2 separate regions of the Mus musculus genome follow, and region 2 is linked to region 1. Evidence: chromatin contacts called from public promoter capture Hi-C data. All regions are on one chromosome and are shown on one strand. The core of a region is the stretch at or near the end of the contact, and the rest is flanking DNA. Distances in the headings are between cores, read along the strand shown. Region 1 has its middle 4.0 kb from the start of Gm36754. Region 2 holds the start of C87198 (expressed sequence C87198).

Evidence for each region. Promoter capture Hi-C pulls out the DNA fragments that hold promoters and counts their contacts.
Region 2: a promoter capture Hi-C map of the C10 cell line shows a contact between it and region 1, with 7 times the contacts expected there. The contact joins the promoter of C87198 here to the enhancer-like site in region 1. A contact is called at or near these places in 13 of 39 promoter capture datasets (the 3T3-L1 cell line, the C10 cell line, the HPC-7 cell line and 7 more) and 6 of 484 Hi-C or Micro-C datasets (the C10 cell line, the G1E-ER4 cell line, Sertoli cells and 3 more).

The regions. Positions count from the first base shown.
Region 1 is chr12:56,241,254-56,245,246 of GRCm38.p6, forward strand. No RefSeq gene overlaps it. Among named protein-coding and RNA genes, the nearest start is that of Gm36754, 4.0 kb to the left of the region's middle. Within about 2 kb of position 1,733, at least 6 of the 459 cell types and tissues checked have an H3K27ac peak or open chromatin away from gene starts, as enhancers often do.
Region 2 is chr12:56,588,940-56,592,932 of GRCm38.p6, forward strand. C87198 (expressed sequence C87198) reads left to right here and starts at 2,120. Exons shown (of 5, transcript NR_046003.1): 1 at 2,120-2,227; 2 at 2,608-2,727; 3 at 2,872-2,956. All of the region lies in intron 2 of Gm26973 (a long non-coding RNA gene), which reads left to right.

The DNA.
Region 1 (3,993 bases), core at 483-2,982:
AATACCGCACTAGATGACATGGGTTTTCCACAGTTCCTCACACGGGGGTAGGGGTGGGCGAGGGTGGGGGGTGGGCACATGTTTTAAAAAATCACCACATGATCAATTCATAGGTAGAATTTTTTCCACTCTTATCAGATACAGGCTTTACCAACCAGACTGCAAGCAAGCTGAAATACCAAATTACCCACAAGCTAGACTTTTATAGATTAAACAGATAGCTTATATATTTTAGTTTTTACTTAGAAAATTTTTATTTGTATGAGATAATATCCGCGATGGAAAAATAAATCACTCCTGCTGTCCACTGAAGAAATCTCAACAATTTTGAAAGGTGTGGGTCTTCATTCGGGAGCCGGCATGATGAAGCGAAAGGACTTGCTAAGGATCACTTCCGGCAGGATGGATGGTGCAGCCTAGCCAGAAAAGCAAGGTCAAACAATGCAAGCTCCCGCGCACAACCCTCCTCATCCTTCCACAGACCATCTTCCACTCCATCACAGCTCATTGCAAACAAACATGAGTTTCTAAATGAAGAAGGAGTTGATCCATGGCCACATGTGTCACACATCCCGGTGCCTTCAGAATAGCACTGAAGATGCTCCCTGTTGGAAACAAAAGAAGTCCCCTTTGAGTCACTGGGCACTGTGGTGTTAGCACTAAGCAGTAGGTGGCGCTGTGAATATACATTGATTCTGTTCTAGAATCAGGAAGAGGTGAAGTAGGATCCCTTGTGGTTGCTCATGGTGAAGGCAGATGTCGGCTTGCTGAAGGCCGGCTGACAAGAAAGAGCCTTTGTTTCCAACCTCTCAACAGCATTGGCTGTAGACTTGTTTTTTGGTGGTGGTGGGGAGCTTTTCTCCCTCGTGAGTTGTCTATTCAAGGTGACAAACTATGACTAGGGTTTGCTCCTTCTTCGGTCCCAAGGAAGCCGTTTCTTTACCTTTCAAGGAATGCTAGAGACCCAGAGGACATGGAGTCGCTCTTAAAACCTTTGTGTGTTTCTTAGCCAAAGAAATGTATTCTGAATTTTTCCACTTACTTATATGATCTTTACATTTGAAACTGAGCACACTCAACTTTTCTAAAATTTGATTTAGTTTGAAATGCTAGATGGCTGAACATCTTACTTCTTAGAATATCAAGAGGATAAGAGTGGTCTATTTCATGTCACTGTTTATGGTTTTGGAATGAAGAAGGTAAGCTGTGTCATCACACACACACACACACACACACACACACACACACACACACACACACACACAGAGTCCTCAAAGCCCTCCAAACAACAGCATCTGCATAATCCTTTAATGAATTCAGGCCTTGATTATTTGCATTGGGTGCAAACCTGTACGGGCTGATCAGCACCTTGAGACACCTTATGTAAATTATGCAGAGAAAATTATATTCTGGGTTTTTTTTATTAAAAAAACTTAAAGATATCATTAAAACTATGTCTCACCAAATTCTTCCGATGGGGGGGAAAACATAAATAATGAAATGGTATTCACATTTACTCCTTTAAAAGAAATGTTCAGTTTTCCAAGTCAGGCCAAGAGAAGTTATACCTTCTAGAACCATGACATCATACAGCGTATGAAATGTTGACATCTGTTATCAACCCAATTAACTAGCTGCTGTTCAAATTGTGGTGAAAGTGCCCAGGGACTTCTTTTGTACTCTTATCAGTGGTTCAATAGCAAACTGCCAGGCATGTGTGTATCCAGGCTTTGATCTAATGCTCTGTTGGTTGTTGGCTCCAGCTCAAGAGACTGTGGAGTACTCAACGCTGGGCCTGCAGACCCCGGAGAGCAGGATGCTGTTGATACAGTCAATATTTGCATGATGCAATGATAATGCCGTCTTTATGTTATATTCTGGTTTCACCAAAACACGGAGGAAGCTTCCTTTTCAAGAGTGTGCTGTGGTTTTTTAGGAATTCTCTCCCCAACCCCCACCCCCGGGCTCTTTTTGTCTTTCTGTTTCCTGCTTTCCTATCTTTACAAAGAGCTACACCTTTAAAGTTATTACAGTCTCTCTCTCTCTCTCTCTCTCTCTCTCTCATTTTTATTTTAAATATTTTACATTATTTTAGAAATTTGGGCCTTTGCAACATTATTTTATATTCGTGGGGTAATTTCATATCTAGTAAATATTTCCAATCATATCTTATTATCTGAGATGGTCTTTCATTATGTAGTCATTTTTTTCTTTTTTCTTTTTCCAATTTTTATTAGGTATTTTCTTCATTTACATTTCAAATGCTATCCCAAAAGTTCCCTATACCCTCCCCTCCGCTGTTCCCCTACCTATCCACTCCCACTTCTTGACCCTGGTATTCCCCTATACTGGGCCATATAAAGTTTTCGAGACCAAGGAGCCTCTCTTCCCAATGATGGCCAACTAGGCCATCTTCTGATACATATGCAGCTAGAGACACGAGCTCTGGGGGTACTGGTTAGTTCATATTGTTGTTCCACCAATAGGGTTGCAGACCCCTTCAGCTCCTCAGGAACTTTCTCTAGCTCCTCCATTGGGGGCCCTGTGTCCCATCCAATAGTTGACTGTGAGCATCCACTTCTGTTTGCCAGGCACTGGCATAGCCTCACAAGAGACAGCTATATCAGGGTCCTTTCAGCAAAATCTTGCTGGTGTAAGCAATAGTGTCTGCATTTGGTAGCTTATTATGGGATGGATCCCCACATGCGGCAGTCTCTGGATGGTCCATCTTTTCATCTCAGCTCCAAACTTTGCCTCTGTAACTCCTTCCATGGGTGTTTTGTTCCCAATTCAAAGAAGGGGCAAAGTGTCCACACTTTGGTCTTCATTCTTCTTGAGTTTCATGTGTTTTACAAATTGTATCTTGGGTATTCTAAGTTTTCGGGCTAATAGCCACTTATCAGTGAGTACATATCTTGTGTATTCTTTTGTGATTGGGTTACCTCACTCAGGATGATACCCTCAAGATCCATCCATTTGCCTAGGAATTTCATAAATTCATTGTTTTTAATAGCTGAGTAGTACTCCATTGTGTAAATGTACCACATTTTCTGTATTCATTCCTCTGTTGAGGGACATCTGGGTTCTTTCCAGCTTCTGGCTATCATAAATAAGGCTGCTATGAACATTCAACTTAAGTTTTTAGCGTATGAGCAGAAGCAGATAGTGATAAAACAAAACAAAGAAGATCACCAGCCTGGTATCTCATTTAAAGTCAATCAACGTCTATGGAGAAGCTTTCTGGGCCTAGTGTTGTGATAGTTACTAGAAGAAACAAAAATAAACAAGACCCAGTTCTTACCTCTGGGAACATATCCCTTGGGACTTGAGTGCCATTCCATTACCTAAGCAGCACACAGAAACGCCAGGCTGGAGAGAAAGTCCATTCTGATATGCATCCTGGGCAGATGGAAAAGGGGGTTGGTTCTTTGCGCCAGAGTCTGACAGGCTTAGAGAAAGGCACAGGACATGCCTTGTTAGACACACTCAAGCAACAAAACTATTGTGACGAACAGGGGACAACTAGGACTTTAGGAGAAACTCAAGTATTGACATTTTATTAGGGAGGAAACTGAGACAGGAAAACCTGCACAAGTTGGCTGGTAACCTACATCATACGGGACCTTGCAAACACTTTGAGGGTTTACCTTAAAATAATAAACACTACAGCACATAAAAACAGGACGACAAATCAGAGAACCTCAAATCAAAGCTACAGAAGGTCTTCCCTTATCCAGTGATTCGAATTACGCTTTTAGTATAAGAACAGTAGGTACTTTTGAAAGGATAGACCTTGCTTAAAGTCAATCATCACTTATTGAGAAGCCTTGCCAGTTAGAATGACTGTTATCAAAACTTGAAGAATAATAAAAGCTGGTAAAGATGTGGGGAAAAGGGAACTTTTGCATGCAGTTGGTGAGAATATAAATCAGTGCACCTGCTGTAGAAGACAGGATGGTGTTCCATCGGAAAACTAAAAATGATCTGGCTAAC
Region 2 (3,993 bases), core at 870-3,369, 350 kb after region 1:
CCTATACTAGATCCTTACCTGGACTCCTCTTGGATATCTTGTTGTTGCCCTGTGTCATGGAGATCCTTCCGCTTTGGTTCTGCGGGACCAGCCCTTCATGTGCTCCAGCAGTTCATAAATGGGGTGGATGTTAGGGTGGGCCAACTCAGAACCTGCATCTTGGCCTGCTTGGTAGCTGAATTGGTTGACATGACAGCTCTCCTGTGACCACGCTGTGCCACCGGGCCAGCTCTCTCACTTTGTCCAGTTGAGGGATGGGGCCAGCTTGTCTGAATGCTGCAGTCAGTGAGAGGTGGGGCCAGGTCTGTGAAGCCCTCTGACATCAACATGACCGAGACCAGGGATGACTGTATAGCTTTTGGTGGTAACATGGGCCATAAACATTGACACAGACACAGATCATTGCTGTTGCAGGGACACAGACACAAACACAGCCTTCAGCAGCAGCTTGGGGGCAGGGGGGCAGGGGGGCAGATGTTGCTCTTTTTATAGAGACATCTACATGAACTCCAGTCACTGGTCTAGGTATGAAGCACTTGAAGAACTTGGACTTTTGAATTATACTATTAAAGAAAAAGGTTAAGGTTCTCATATGCCTGCTTCTCTCAAAGCTTAGCTATTTTTGAGCCTAGAATTTCTGTCGCAGGTAGGATTCAGTCTTCAGTAAGTGGGCCAGACTGCTGTGCTTCGTGGCTTACCATTGTCATTCATAGTGGCCTGGCTATGCAGAAAATCAATCACAGAACTGAGTTTAATAAGGAGAACGTGGGGAGAAGGAAGCAGATGAAAATGCAAACTGTGGTCAGCAGGATTCAGTGGCACTTCCAGGTGCTTTGTTAGCAGGAATTAAAAAAAAAACAACTTTACACAACCCCACCTGAATTCTTTCAACTACAATGTAATGCAAAGAAAATCCGCGCTAATTATGAGCAGGAACATTATCTATTAATATGTTAATGAAGCAGGTTTGCTAATGGTGAAAGACCTGAATTTTAATAAAATCTTAAGAGCTCCTTGATTACGTGTTTGTTAGTCGATCTGATCATTTAAAATTATCTCTAGGTGGCTTTACATGGAATAAAACCTACATTAGAACTGTATTCTAAACAGGCCTTAATGAAGCAGGTGAGGATACCACCTGTGACATAAACACAGGCAGCCAGAAATTCACTTCAAAAGAAATGGAAACTAGTGAACACGAAACATGTTATCATACCTGCCAGTAACAGCTTTCAATGTAGGTAATTTATTTATGCATTTGCTTGCTAATTTTCTCAAACATATTTGCTTATGAAAATAATGTTCGATTGAATTAATGGATACTGCCTTTCAATATTGGAAGTGTTAGTTTTTCATAAAAGAAATATTCTAGTGTCCTGTTTGACAACAGCCCACACATACATGAAAGCTTTTATCCCAACCGATCCTAGATATCTTTTGAAGAAGACAGTAGTCATCAACTATCCAAGGCACCCAGAGTTGGTGTGTAGGGATATCAAAGGTGTGCCTCTGAATAGATGTGATCTTGTTCTGTGTTCTCCAAGATGATCTTGGCATCAAAGTGCCTAGTTGTCTGCATCTGCATCCGTAGAAGGTAGGGAAGGCACTTGGCAGCCTTAATTTTGCATATTAAAATCCTAAGGCTCCGATTAGTGGGTGAGTTTAGACCGAGATCCTGAATATCCCAGAGAGCAGAGCAAAACCCTCTGATGTAAGACCTGCCTCTGTGTGAGCCCAGGAGATGCAGGGGTGGATGGTCCCAGAAGCTTGCGTTCCAGGGCTTTCCTGCGGTGTAGCTGTGGCTCTTCCCTGTTCTGAATGAGCAGGTTACAACAGGGTTAAGTGAAGGAAGTGACATTAATACTAGAAGCCCCGAGTCAGTGATCAAGATCCCAAATGTAGGTGACTGTATTGGCTGATTTTGTGTCAATTTGACACAGGCTGGAGTTATCACAGAGAAAGGAGCTTCAGTTGAGGAAATGCCTCCATGAGATCCAGCTGTGGGGCATTTTCTCAATTAGTGATCAAGGGGGAAAGGCCCCTTGTGGGTGGGACCATCTCTGGGCTGGTAGTCTTGTGTTCTATAAGGGAGCAGGCTGAGCAAACCAGGGGAAGCAAGCAAGCCAGTAAAGAACATCCCTCCGTGGCCTCTGCATCAGTTCCTGCTTCCTGACCTGCTTGAGTTCTAGTCCTGCATCCTTTGGTGATCAACAGCAATGTGGAAAGTGTAAGCTGAATAAACCCAACTTGAGAGTTCTTGTTCATGATGTTTGGTATAGGAATAGAAACCCTGCCTAAGACAGCAAGTGACAAATGCTATTTCAAATAAAAACATATTTTTTTTAGAAATCAGAAAATAATTCAGAAGAAAACAAGACAGAGAGATGGAGGTAGAGGGTTTCATGTTGATAAAAGTAAGTCACTGAGCTTCAAGCTGCTGGCACGCATGGGTTCAGCTCTGGAAAGAAAAAGCAGTCTAATGTTTGTGCAGGAATAGAAACCCTGGCTAAGACAGTGACGTTGGGTCCCTATACTAAAATGAGCCCAGAATTAACTGAAGGAAGTAGGTGGTATGGAGTAAGGAAGAGCTGGGGCTTCTATCCCTAGCTTGTGATGCACAGGTTTGAAGAGTCTGGAGAGATGAGGTCACAGCTGGAAATCACTTTTGAAGATGGAACCCGGTCTGAGAAACCACCTGCTTCTTCCTTAGTGACTTTGTTCCTGCAGGTAACCATCCACATTCATCAGATTTATTTATTTACCAGGGTATTCATCTGATGGGTTCAAAATAACCCAGTATTTAATAATCATTAGAAATTATAATGAATGGTTGCTTACATTTTGGTATTGTATCTTTCTGGGATTTTCCAGGCAGCCCCCTTCTCCCTCCTTTAAGGTCAACATGACTCGGACTTCAGACAACTGGTCATCTAAACGGGTTCTACCTGGGCTCCTGGTGAGTTTCCTTGATGGCATGCTGCCCTCTAGAGGTTGAAGCAAACAGCACCGCAGAAATCAACGAGGGAGTGGTCTGCTGGCCTCACTTTTCTTAACAAAGATTCAGTCTTCATCAAATTTTATTTCAGCACTAGGAAAAAAAAATAAATCATAGAAAGTATTAGCTATTTTTAAAGGTCTTAAATCAGGTGACATCAGGCCATCAGATCTGGCCCACCCCACACATGTATATATACCTTCCTTATCTCCTTCCTCCCTCCCTTCCTTCTTCTTCAGATGGAGTGTGCAGCATTTGGCTAGCCTTCATGAGACCCTGGGCACCACTCCCAGTGCCTCAAAATAAAGTAAACAAACAATGCATTAAAACGCATCAATAAAAATCTGCCACGGGGAAGAGAGTGAGAGACATGTACACCCACCCAAAGCTCCCTACTTAGGGCAACAACCCCAGCTTTCACTGGTCTTTGCATGTGCTGTCATACTTAACTCTCAGCTCACTCTTATAGAGATATTAAAGACCACAACACAGCAGAAAACCGCAAAGCCTACATTTGAACCCAGTTTTCCTTATTTCAGAACTTATGCAGATTTTGTCAATAGGAAAACAGACTATCACATAGCATTTGAATGACTGTCTTTATTTGCTTCTGATTATATATAATAATCATGACTTTAGGGTTTTTTTTAAATAAAAAAGAGTTTATAGATTTAAAACTATGACAACCAGAGATTTTGCCATTTGACAATACATTTACCTAAACCTCAATTTGGCTAGCATAGTCAAGACAGACAGACATCCAAGTATGAAAAATGTGTATTGTTATATAGGTGATGGGCCAGGGGGAAAAGAAATTCCTAAAATCTGCAGTTAAAGAGACAAGCTTACAATATCAAAAGCTAGAAACACAAAGCAGAGTAAGAAAAATGACATTAAAAGTGAACTAATGGGGCTGGAGGGGTGGCTTAGCCATTAAGAGCACTGACTGTTTTTTCCATAGGTCCTAAATTCAATTACCAGCAACCACATGGTGGCTC